Regions from separate parts of the Sus scrofa genome. Here region 2 is linked to region 1. The links are chromatin contacts, called in public Hi-C maps. All regions are on one chromosome and are shown on one strand. The core of a region is the stretch at or near the end of the contact, and the rest is flanking DNA. Distances in the headings are between cores, read along the strand shown. Region 1 holds the start of RORC (nuclear receptor ROR-gamma). Region 2 holds the start of TDRKH (tudor and KH domain containing).

The links. Hi-C and Micro-C count contacts between places; a contact is called where the count stands out from the background.
Region 2: a Hi-C map of epiblast stem cells shows a contact between it and region 1, with 2.0 times the contacts expected there. The contact joins the promoter of TDRKH here to the promoter of RORC in region 1. A contact is called at or near these places in 2 of 47 Hi-C or Micro-C datasets (epiblast stem cells and fetal heart ventricle).

What each region holds. Positions count from the first base shown.
Region 1 is chr4:97,371,755-97,376,531 of Sscrofa11.1, reverse strand. RORC (nuclear receptor ROR-gamma) reads right to left here and starts at 1,860. Exons shown (of 11, transcript XM_021089853.1): 1 at 1,613-1,860. All of the region lies in intron 1 of LOC110260324 (a long non-coding RNA gene), which reads left to right.
Region 2 is chr4:97,413,009-97,417,785 of Sscrofa11.1, reverse strand. TDRKH (tudor and KH domain containing) reads right to left here and starts at 1,846. Exons shown (of 15, transcript NM_001244274.1): 1 at 1,769-1,846. LINGO4 (leucine-rich repeat and immunoglobulin-like domain-containing nogo receptor-interacting protein 4) reads right to left here. Exons shown (of 2, transcript XM_005663441.3): 2 at 2,066-4,777.

The DNA of each region.
Region 1 (4,777 bases), core at 611-3,110:
GGAGGCATAGCCCGCCAGAGGGAAAGCCTTAGCTAGAGTATCATTGCAGGGGGCGGGGCGGTGTCATTCATTCATATGGTGAGCTTTTATTAAACACCTACCAAGACCCTGGGAAGAAGCCTCCCCAGGGCCAGACCTTGGTGCATTTCCCACATCCATACAGCAGCTCCTCACAGAGCACAGGGCTAGTCTTTCCTTTCAGAAAACGCTGCAGGCCTGCCTTATGCCCCAAGTTTCTCTAACTTCTGACTCTGCTCTCCGGTTATTTTTTTCCTTCCGTTTGTCCAATCCTTGACACCTCCCCCCTCTGCCCCCGACCCCGCACTGTCCCTCTGCCCAAGAGATGCTCCCTCTAACAAGCTTCCTCCACTGGGCTGAGTGGGGGTGATTGGACTTGAAGGCCCAGGCTCCGCTGGGGTAGGGTGGGGGGAGGTGCCCAGGGAGGGAGTGGCTCCATCCGGCCCCTCCCGCCTCCCCCCACCCCGCTGATCCTGCCTGGCCCCACCCAGCTTCCTCCCTGACGTGGCACTGTCTCTCTGGCCTCCAGCCTTGCACCTCAGAGCAGTCCTGGGGTGGGAGCGCTCCCCTCTTGGCCCCGGCAGTGGAGTTCTTCCTCCGCCAGGTGGCCCTGGAGCGTTTCCCCTCAGTGCTCACACCTGACCGAGCTTGTGGCCATGGGAGAGGCTGTTAGACCATCCGTGGGGCCAAGGTCCGCCCGAGTCTCTGTCCGCCGCTGCCCCTGGCCAGGTGCCCCACATTCTTTGCAGAAATGAAACCCCACACCGGGGAGGAAAGTGCTGGGCCCGTGGGTTACGGGCAGCAGACAGGGTGCTATTGCTTTCTCCCCCACCCTCTGTCATCCTTAAAGGCAGGGCAGCTTCCTCCATTGCTGGATGAACAGAAGGTGGATGGCCAGCCTCCCAGCCACTGCTGCCCAGAGCGGGTCCCAGCCAAAGGAGCAGTGCCCGCTCCTCCTCCCAGGGGGCGCTCACACTTGGCAGGGCCTGGCCCTGTGCGGCGCTTCCTTCTTCCAGCTTCCCGACTTGGCTCTCCTCCCCCATCCCACCTGTCCCTTCCCTCCTTGCTTCTCCCTTTCTTTCCCCTCCGTGTGCTTCCGGCTTCTCCCGCTTCGCGTTTCTCCTCCTCCGGTCTCTCCTTCCGTTTCTATGGAGACCTGTCCTGTCTCACCGTCCCGCCTTCGCCGGCCAACCCCTCTCTCCTTCTCTCTCCTCTTGCTCCTCCCCACCTCCTCACTTCCCAACCAGTCTCTTCCCACCTCTCCCTGTCCCCTGAACTTCCTGGCAGCCCCTGCCACCTGCCTGCAGGGCCGTAGGGCCTCTTACCCCTCGAGGCTCGGTGGTGTCTCTGTGGGGCCCTGTCCATGGGGCAACTCCCTGGGTGCCGTCCTTGCTGCCCTGGCTGCCCAGGAGGGCAGGGAGCAGGGCCCAGGGGAGGGAAGGGGGGAGGGACAGAGCACCTGGCCCGGCAGCAGGCAGGGGAAAGGAGTGGCTGGCAGAGTGTTTTGGCATCAGAAAGGGACAAGAGGAGACACCGGAAGAACAAAGTTTAAGCCTTGGGGAGAAACAGGGTAGGTGACGGGAAGGGTGCTCACATTTATCGATGGACGTGTGCTGTGTATAAATCTATGATTTTCTCCGATCCTCCCAGCATCCGCCACGAGGCAAACATAGTTGCTCCAGATAACTAGGTGATGCTCCTAAGTGAAGTGATGGTCAAAGATTGTCCCGACTTGCCCAAGCATTTGCATAAGGACCATAAGTGGCTGAGCTGTGCATTGAACACAGGTCTTGCTGACTTTAGAATCATATGCTTTCTACTTGACCAAGACAGGTGATAAGATCAGGGGAGTTGGGGAGGGGAGAGATGAAGATAGGATGGTTTATCTGGGGGATGGGGTCTCTTCTCCAGGATGAGGTCAGAGTCATCCCAGTGGTTTCTGGGTTCCTTGAGGCCTCTGCCGGCTTAGCCTCTGCCATTTGCTGCCCTTCTCTAGAATTCCCTGGCTCCCTGATGCCTCCATATCCTCCCAGTCTTTTGGGGTCGGGGGCAGGCCTGGAGTTGTTTTTGGGGGCACAGGAGCCATGGGAGACGTGCTACACTGCACTAGGTACAGGAAGGAGACCTCCCCGCACCCCGATCCCCCATCACTGAGCAGGGCTCTTCAGGGCAGGGGGCACAGGATGAGGCTTCTGTGAGTCCTGGATGCTTCTATTCTCCTGCCCAGCCTCGGCCCAGAGTTTGATTAGCTGGGCCTGGCTCTCCTGGTTACCCAACAGGCCGGCTGGCCGGGGGCCAGGCTGCAGTGGGGAGGCTCCCTGGCACCTCCTCCTGCTCTCACTCCCAGCTGGTAAACAGCAGAGCAGGAGCCAGCCACGCCTCAGCCTCGTGACGGCAGCCCACTCCCCCCAACCTTGTGCACGTGGCACCTGGCGTGGAGAGGGCAGGCAGCTGTCCCTTTCCTCGCCTGCCCTCCCATCTCACCATCCTCCACTCTTACCCCATCCTGGAACTTCACACGGAGCACCTCCAGCACCTCCATTCCTGGGTAGCTCCCAGACTCTCCCAAGGGCTGTAGCTTATGAGACAGAGGTAGAGAAGGACTCTCCACCTCCTAGGATGGTTGACAAAGGGGTAGGGAGTGGGGAAGAGTGGACGGAAACTCGTGGGGATCTTCTTGTACGGAGAGAGAGTCTGAGGGCATGTGTCTGTGCCTCTGAGCCTCTGATTAGCCCCGTGTCCTTTTGGTAAATGGGTGGCCCACGCATCTGTGTACCTTTCTCTGCACAGAACAGGATGTTGGTCTGTTTGGGGGCTCAGCCCCTTGGGCAGGCTTGGAGTAAGAGGCAAAGTTCTCTGAAGCACCCCTGAGGCCAGTGTCACAAAGACAAGTAGAGCCAGCAAGAGGCAGAAGGAGCAGCGCGCAGGGAGTGCTGGGGCAGTGCTGCCCTGCTGCTCCCTTCCCGCCACCGATGACTGGCTTTGCTTCCACTCAGTGTCCTCTCTGTGCCTCTCCCTGCCAAGCCCTTCCCGCCTGTGGCTCTTCTGTTTTCTGTGCTTCTGTAGCTCATTCCTCTCCCTCTTTTCTCCTTTTGAAGCCTCTCCTCTGTGACTCTGGGTTTTTTAGGTTCCTTCCTGACCTCCCAATCATGGGCAGAGTAGAGGTCATGAGTAGAGTGCCTGGAGATGGGCACTTGGCCTTGGCCTTGTGCCAGGCAGCCCTGCCCACCCCAGATGCCACAGGTCTGGCTGCCTCTCCCAGCCACACCACTTCATGCCACTTCCAGAGGTGGGAAGGGAGGGACTGGTGGTTGGGAAGACAGGGTCCTGGCCTCTAGGCCTCAGCCAGTCGCATGCTTCCTAGACATTCTCATATCTCTACCCCCTCGTTGCCCTAAGCGTGGATGGCTGGTGTTCTTTCTTCTTGGGGCAGAAATGTACGGTGAGCATCCTTTTGGGAAGTCCCCCCTCATGCCTCCCCTTCCCCCCTCTGGCTCCAATCACAGCCCCTTTTCTGGAGGAATCTGTCCTTTCAAAGCAGGGCAGTGGTTATTTCCCTCTCACATTCTTACGCAAGGAAGAGGCTGATAGGGATCAGAGACCATTTTCACCCCCCACGTGCCCAAGTTCCCTTATCAGGCTGGGGAATCTCAACGCAGAGGGCAAGCAGCCTGGAGGGGGTGGAGGGGGGGTGGCGGCTTGGAACTGGGGAGCAGTCACCAACTTCTCTTTCCCTTCCTCCCCACCCCTTAAACCACAGAAACCACTTAAAGCTCAGTGCAGGCCTGCCCCTCCTGAGAGGGTCTGAGCTGTAAAGGTGGAAAGCGTGTGGGGCCTGGGCAGCCTGCAAGCCACATACCCCCTCAGCTCCACCTTTCAAGGGCCACCCCCACTGGGAAGCCTGATCCTGTGGCGATTAGGAACACCTTTCTTTGGGTTCTCCCTTAGAGGTCCCTGCCTGGGGAGACCTCAACCCACTGTGATGACTCAGGGAGGGGGTCCAGCCCCCTCCACCATTAAAAAAAGGACATCTCAGGCTCTACAAACATCTGTAGATCTCACAGCTGCCACCCCTCCCCTTTCCTGGTTGCAAAGGCCACTGTGGGTGGAGGGACCAGTGGGAGTTTGACCCAGCGCCTGGCCCTGAACTTTCCATGTCACCCCACCTGTACCCTTCATCTGTCAATTAGCATTTGTGGCCACTTAAGCTCGGACACAGCGGGAGCTCTGATTTTTGGAGCCAAAAGACTTGAATAAGAACATAGCCCAGTACTACTGTTTGTAATCAATTACCACATCATTAAAAAGGGGACAATAGGAGTTCCCGTCATGGCGCAGTGGTTAATGAATCCGACAAGGAACCATGAGGTTGCGGCTTCGGTCCCTGCCCTTGCTCAGTGGGTTAATGATCCGGCGTTGCCGTGAGCTGTGGTGTAGGTTGCAGACGCGGCTTGGATCCCGCGTTGCTGTGGCTCTGGTGTAGGCCGGTGGCTACAGCTCCGATTCGACCCCTAGCCTGGGAACCTCCATATGCCGCGGGAGCGGCCCAAGAAATAGCAACAACAACAACAACAAAGACAAAAAAGAAAAAAAAAAAAAAAAAAGGGGACAATAATGTCTATCCAGACTTACGTCTGTGAACAGGCTTTGAGGCTAGAGCAGTCTGAACACAGGAGGGGTTCTTACAACTTTACTTGCCCCAGGGCATGCTTCTGTGGCTTTAGCTAGCCAGGAAGTTCCTCCTGGGACATTGCGGTCC
Region 2 (4,777 bases), core at 597-3,096, 41 kb before region 1:
ATCTCCCTCCTACTACACAGAAGTCTCTGAGGTAATAAATGGCATTTATTTCTTGTACATTTATCAGAGCTCCAAAGATCAAATTCTAAGTGAAGTCTGTTTTACCTCCAGCTAACTTTGAGGTTTTTCAAAGTATCCCTGGAACATCTCTTCATCTGAGAGAGAGGACAGAATGACCCTTTCTGACCCTCTTTCCTAGTTTGGGTCTCATTGCTATGGATTTCCATAGCACTGCAAACATCCCTTCATAACACATGCATTGCTTGTAATTGTTGATTAATGGCTATGTCTGTAGTGAGGATGAATTGAAGGCAGCAGCAGCACGTATTCAGACCAATTCAGAGGCTAGTCCAGGTGTCAATGATGGAGATGGTGGGAAGTAAAAAAGATGGATTAGCGTTTCAAAGGTAGAATACACAAGACCTAGCAACTGATTTATGGAAAGGTTAGAGGGTGAGCCAGGGAGCTGGCTATCAGGTTTCTCATTTGAGCACCTGGTAGATGGTGGTATCTGAGAATATTAATGATTTTATTGTGGAGGGGTGTGGGTGGCAGGATGAATGTGGCAAGGATGAATTTATTGGGTGACTTCTATTTGAATCAAAACCTAAATTTTACTAACTCCTCCTCAAATATTACAAATAAAGTCTTTTTTGTTATCAGCTGATACCTCAAGGAATGAGGTATTAATATCAACTAATCGATAGTACAGTTTTGTTTACAATTTACATATTCTTTCACATTAAGTTTCTCTCCCAAGAAAAATAAAAGTGGGAAATAACATGATGGAAATGGGAATAACTATAATACTGAATGCTCATTTGTATTTGATTTTATTACATCAAATTGAATATGAAGGGGAGACCAGAACTTAAGACCACAGCTCCTAGGAGAAGCTAGGTAAAAAGAAGACACGTGCATCATTTGAAGGTTGAGAAATGTAGCCAGACAATGCTTTTCAGCAAAAGCTAACTTCAAATTATCTTGACATTTGTATTAAAAGGTTGCTAACAACTATCTGATATGCATAACTACAACTTACTTTTATAACTTCAAAGTCACTTTCTGAGCTCCACGGGGGCAAGGATCTTATCATTCCAGTATCTCCTAAAAACCAGAACTTAAAAAGTACCTAAAACATGGTGATAGGTTTGTTGAATTGAGGCAGCTCATTCAATTTTCCTCATTTTTGCTACACTTATTTTTAAACCAGTGAGTGAAAAAAGCCTCCACCCACTTCTCTCAAGCTAAGAGTAGCTCTGACATGTGAGTCTTGAGCCAAAACCCACGACGCTATGTGCCTTAAGGATGAAAGAGGGAAACTGGAAAAACAAACCAAAACCCCCTTATTATTCTGACAACGGTAAACAGTCATCCTATCAGATAATACACTAAAAGGCTGCGAAAAAGCAAAATGCAAACTGATAACCTGATGGTGCTTCTGAGGCTCAAAAAGGACCAAAGAGCCCAAACTGGCTTGGGGGGCGGGGCGGGGGGGGAACCTTCTCGCACTGGTGCAAGTGTCCACGGTGGCTAAACTCTGGGACCCGCGCATTTCCTTTGGATACGGTTACCTGCCCCAGGGTGGGAGAAAGTTGCCCCCACACACAGCGCCTCATCGCCCCGGGCGCGACGCCAGCCCCCCGGCCCCACACCCTCGCCTCGCTCTGAGACGCCTCCCTTCCCTCAGCCCATTTCCTCCTCCTTGCTGCCAAAGGAACCCCTGACCCAGCCTCTCCACTCCCCAAGGCTCCGCTCCCGTCCACACCTTTACTGATCCTCGAGTCAGCCGTCGCGCGCTCCGCCTCGCACCTCAACCGGAGCCTGTCACCTCTTCTCATTCGCAACGCGCCTCAGAGCCCCGCCGGCCTCTCTTCTGCCGCCGCTTCCCCGCCCCCGCTACTGGCCCGGACCAATCAACACTCGGTTAGCAGTGCGACCAATTAGCCTTCCCCACCACAACCAATCCTCGCGCGGGATGCCTCTGAGCGACGGCGCTGCTGCGTACTGACACCCAATTACCCGGATGGAATTCAAAGCCGGCCCACTAGGTCAGCCAATAGGCTACAGGGAAAGGAGGCTTCGTTAAATTGAGATGCCACCTGCTGAGTATTAAACAGCCTATTAGAGGTTCGCGGAGTACTCTCAGTCCATCTCCAGGCCAATTACCCGGGGGACTTCCACCAACCAAGCCTGCAGGAAAAATCAGGGCTCCCAAGGTGCGAGGGTGTGGAATCACTCACTCGTATCACTGTTCGCACATTAGTGTCTTTGTATAAAGCCAGTGCCACCCCTCAACCCAAACCATTGGGATGCCACCTTCTGATGGGCGATGCTCCGCTACCTGTTTCTTCTGCGATCTTTTGCCTCGATCTGTCCCCATACCATGACAGGGACTCTGGAGGCGTGGAAACATTTTTTGGGGAAAACATTGAATAGGCTTCGTAGAGCTGGAAAAAAGCCAAGAAGGAACTGCGTGGCAGAGAGTGAGGGCCCACTCTGTTTCTCTGCCGAGGAATGAACAGACGAGGAGGACCAACATGGTGGCGGGAGAGATGAAGAGGGACCCAAGTTCGGGGCATCTGGTGGTAAGGGAGCTGTGGTTAGTGCGGGAGTTGGGGGCCCACCTTTCCCTGGGGTAAAGGGAGACAAGCGCGAAGGCACAATTTGGGGTGCTGTTTCTGTGGCGGCGACAAAGGGGGTGGGTTTCTGCAGGCGGCGGTTTGCTTTGGAAGAGTGCATTCCAGCTGAGGTCTGGGTCCCTGGACCGTTAGAGACGGTTGGGCCGTGCTAACGACTCGCCCGGCTTGGAGCCTCGCGAGTCAAACCCTGGCCGCTCCCCGCCTCCAGTCCCCTCCCCGCACTAGGGGCTCACCCTGGGCACCGGGGAGGGGTTGAACGCTCCTTGTAATGTGGCACCAGCTTCTGTCACAATGCCTGTCGCATGATAAGCACGCAGTACATGTTTGTTGAATGAACGCAAGATTTTTCCTTTGGTCAGCTAAGGAGATGCCATTGGGCCTCAGTTTTTCGTTTTGTATTAGTTTTAAAAATATATAGCTTTTTTAAATAAGTGATACATACACATTCTACAAAGGAATAAAAGATCTCTCTTCCCTAGGAGGTAACCAGTTTTACCAGATTCTTGTGGATTTTTCACAAGATATTCTATAGTAAACATGCATATATTAAATAATTTGTATATATTACCCAGTTAGTAACATGTTATAAATTACTGCCTTGCAATTTCCTTTTATATAGTCTTGATATCTTTCCATAGCAGCACATAGGTATCTGCTTCACGGTTATGCTTCATGGTAAACCTGGAGGATATATTAAGATGTATTCAGCCAGACCTTTTAATATTATATCAATATGCAAGTATATTTCATTTGGTTCTTGTACAATAAATATTTAGGGCTGCAAATACTAAGTCTGAGCAGTACATGCATTGTTTTTTTATTTGGATAGATACAATTTCACAAATTCTCCCATAAAGATTTTTCTCATTTCCATAACACCAACGATATTTGAAAAGGATTTTGCTAAGTATAGCATTGCCAAATTTGCCTTCCATGGAGGTGTTTGTTTTGGTTTTTTTTTATTTGTTTCTTTTTGCCAATTTTCTCTCCCATCAGTGAATTTATATAGCCTGTTATCAAACTTTGATTTTTGACAGTCTGAGATGTAAGTGGCATCTTACTACTCTTTTATTTTTTGTTTTCTTATAAGGTTGAGCGTCTTTTAACATGTTTAAGTGGCTATTCTATTTTTCTGTAAATTGTTCATATAGTTCATTTTTAAAGGATATCAGGTCTTTTAATATTTGCTTTTTCTTCATGTATAAGTTAAAAATATTCTTCCCTTTTCCCAGTTTGCCCTGTCTTTTTACTTTGTTTATGGTAACTTTTTTTGCTATGCAAGTATTTTTTATTTTTATGCAGTTGAACTTGTCAGTATTTTCTTTGATAACCTCTGGGTTCATATTTAGAAAAGCCTCCTACTACCTAAAATTATTAAAAATTATCCTATGTTTTCTGTAAATACTTTATAGTATCTTTTTGAATATGCAAATATTTGATTCACTTGGAGTTTATTTTGGTGTGAAAGTGTGAGATAGAGATTCAAATTTTATTTTGTTTTGTTTTATCCAACCCTTATTGAATAACCTGTATTTCCTCTATTGTTTTTGAATGGTACTTTTATAAGATCCAAATCGTGATATATATTTGGGTGTGTTTCTGGGTTTTTCACATTCCTTTCATCTCTCTATGTATTGTACTGTTTTTTAAAATTGAGGTACATGTGGTTTTTTTTTTTTTACCACAATGAAGAAATTTATGTTATGTATATATATATATATACACATATATACACACACACACACACAGAAAAGTGCACAAATGAAAAGCATACATGTTGGTGAATTTTCAAAAATGCAGCACTTTTGGAGTTCCCTGGTGGCACAGTGGGTTAAGCATCCAGCATTATCAGTGCAGCAGCTTGGGTCACTGCTATAACATAGGTTGGATCCCTGGCCTGGGAACTTCTTCATGCTACCAGTGTGGCCCCTCCCAAAATAGGGAACCCGTATTTGTATAATCAACACCCAGATTAAAAAAAAAAAAAAAAACGAAAACTTATCAGGGCACCTGAAGTTGTCCTGGTCCCTTCCCAGTCACTACTCCCCTCAAGGGTAGACATGATTCTGATTCCTAATAGTAGAAACTAGTTTTGTTTGCTTTGCTTTTTCTGTAAAGAGAATTACACAGTATGT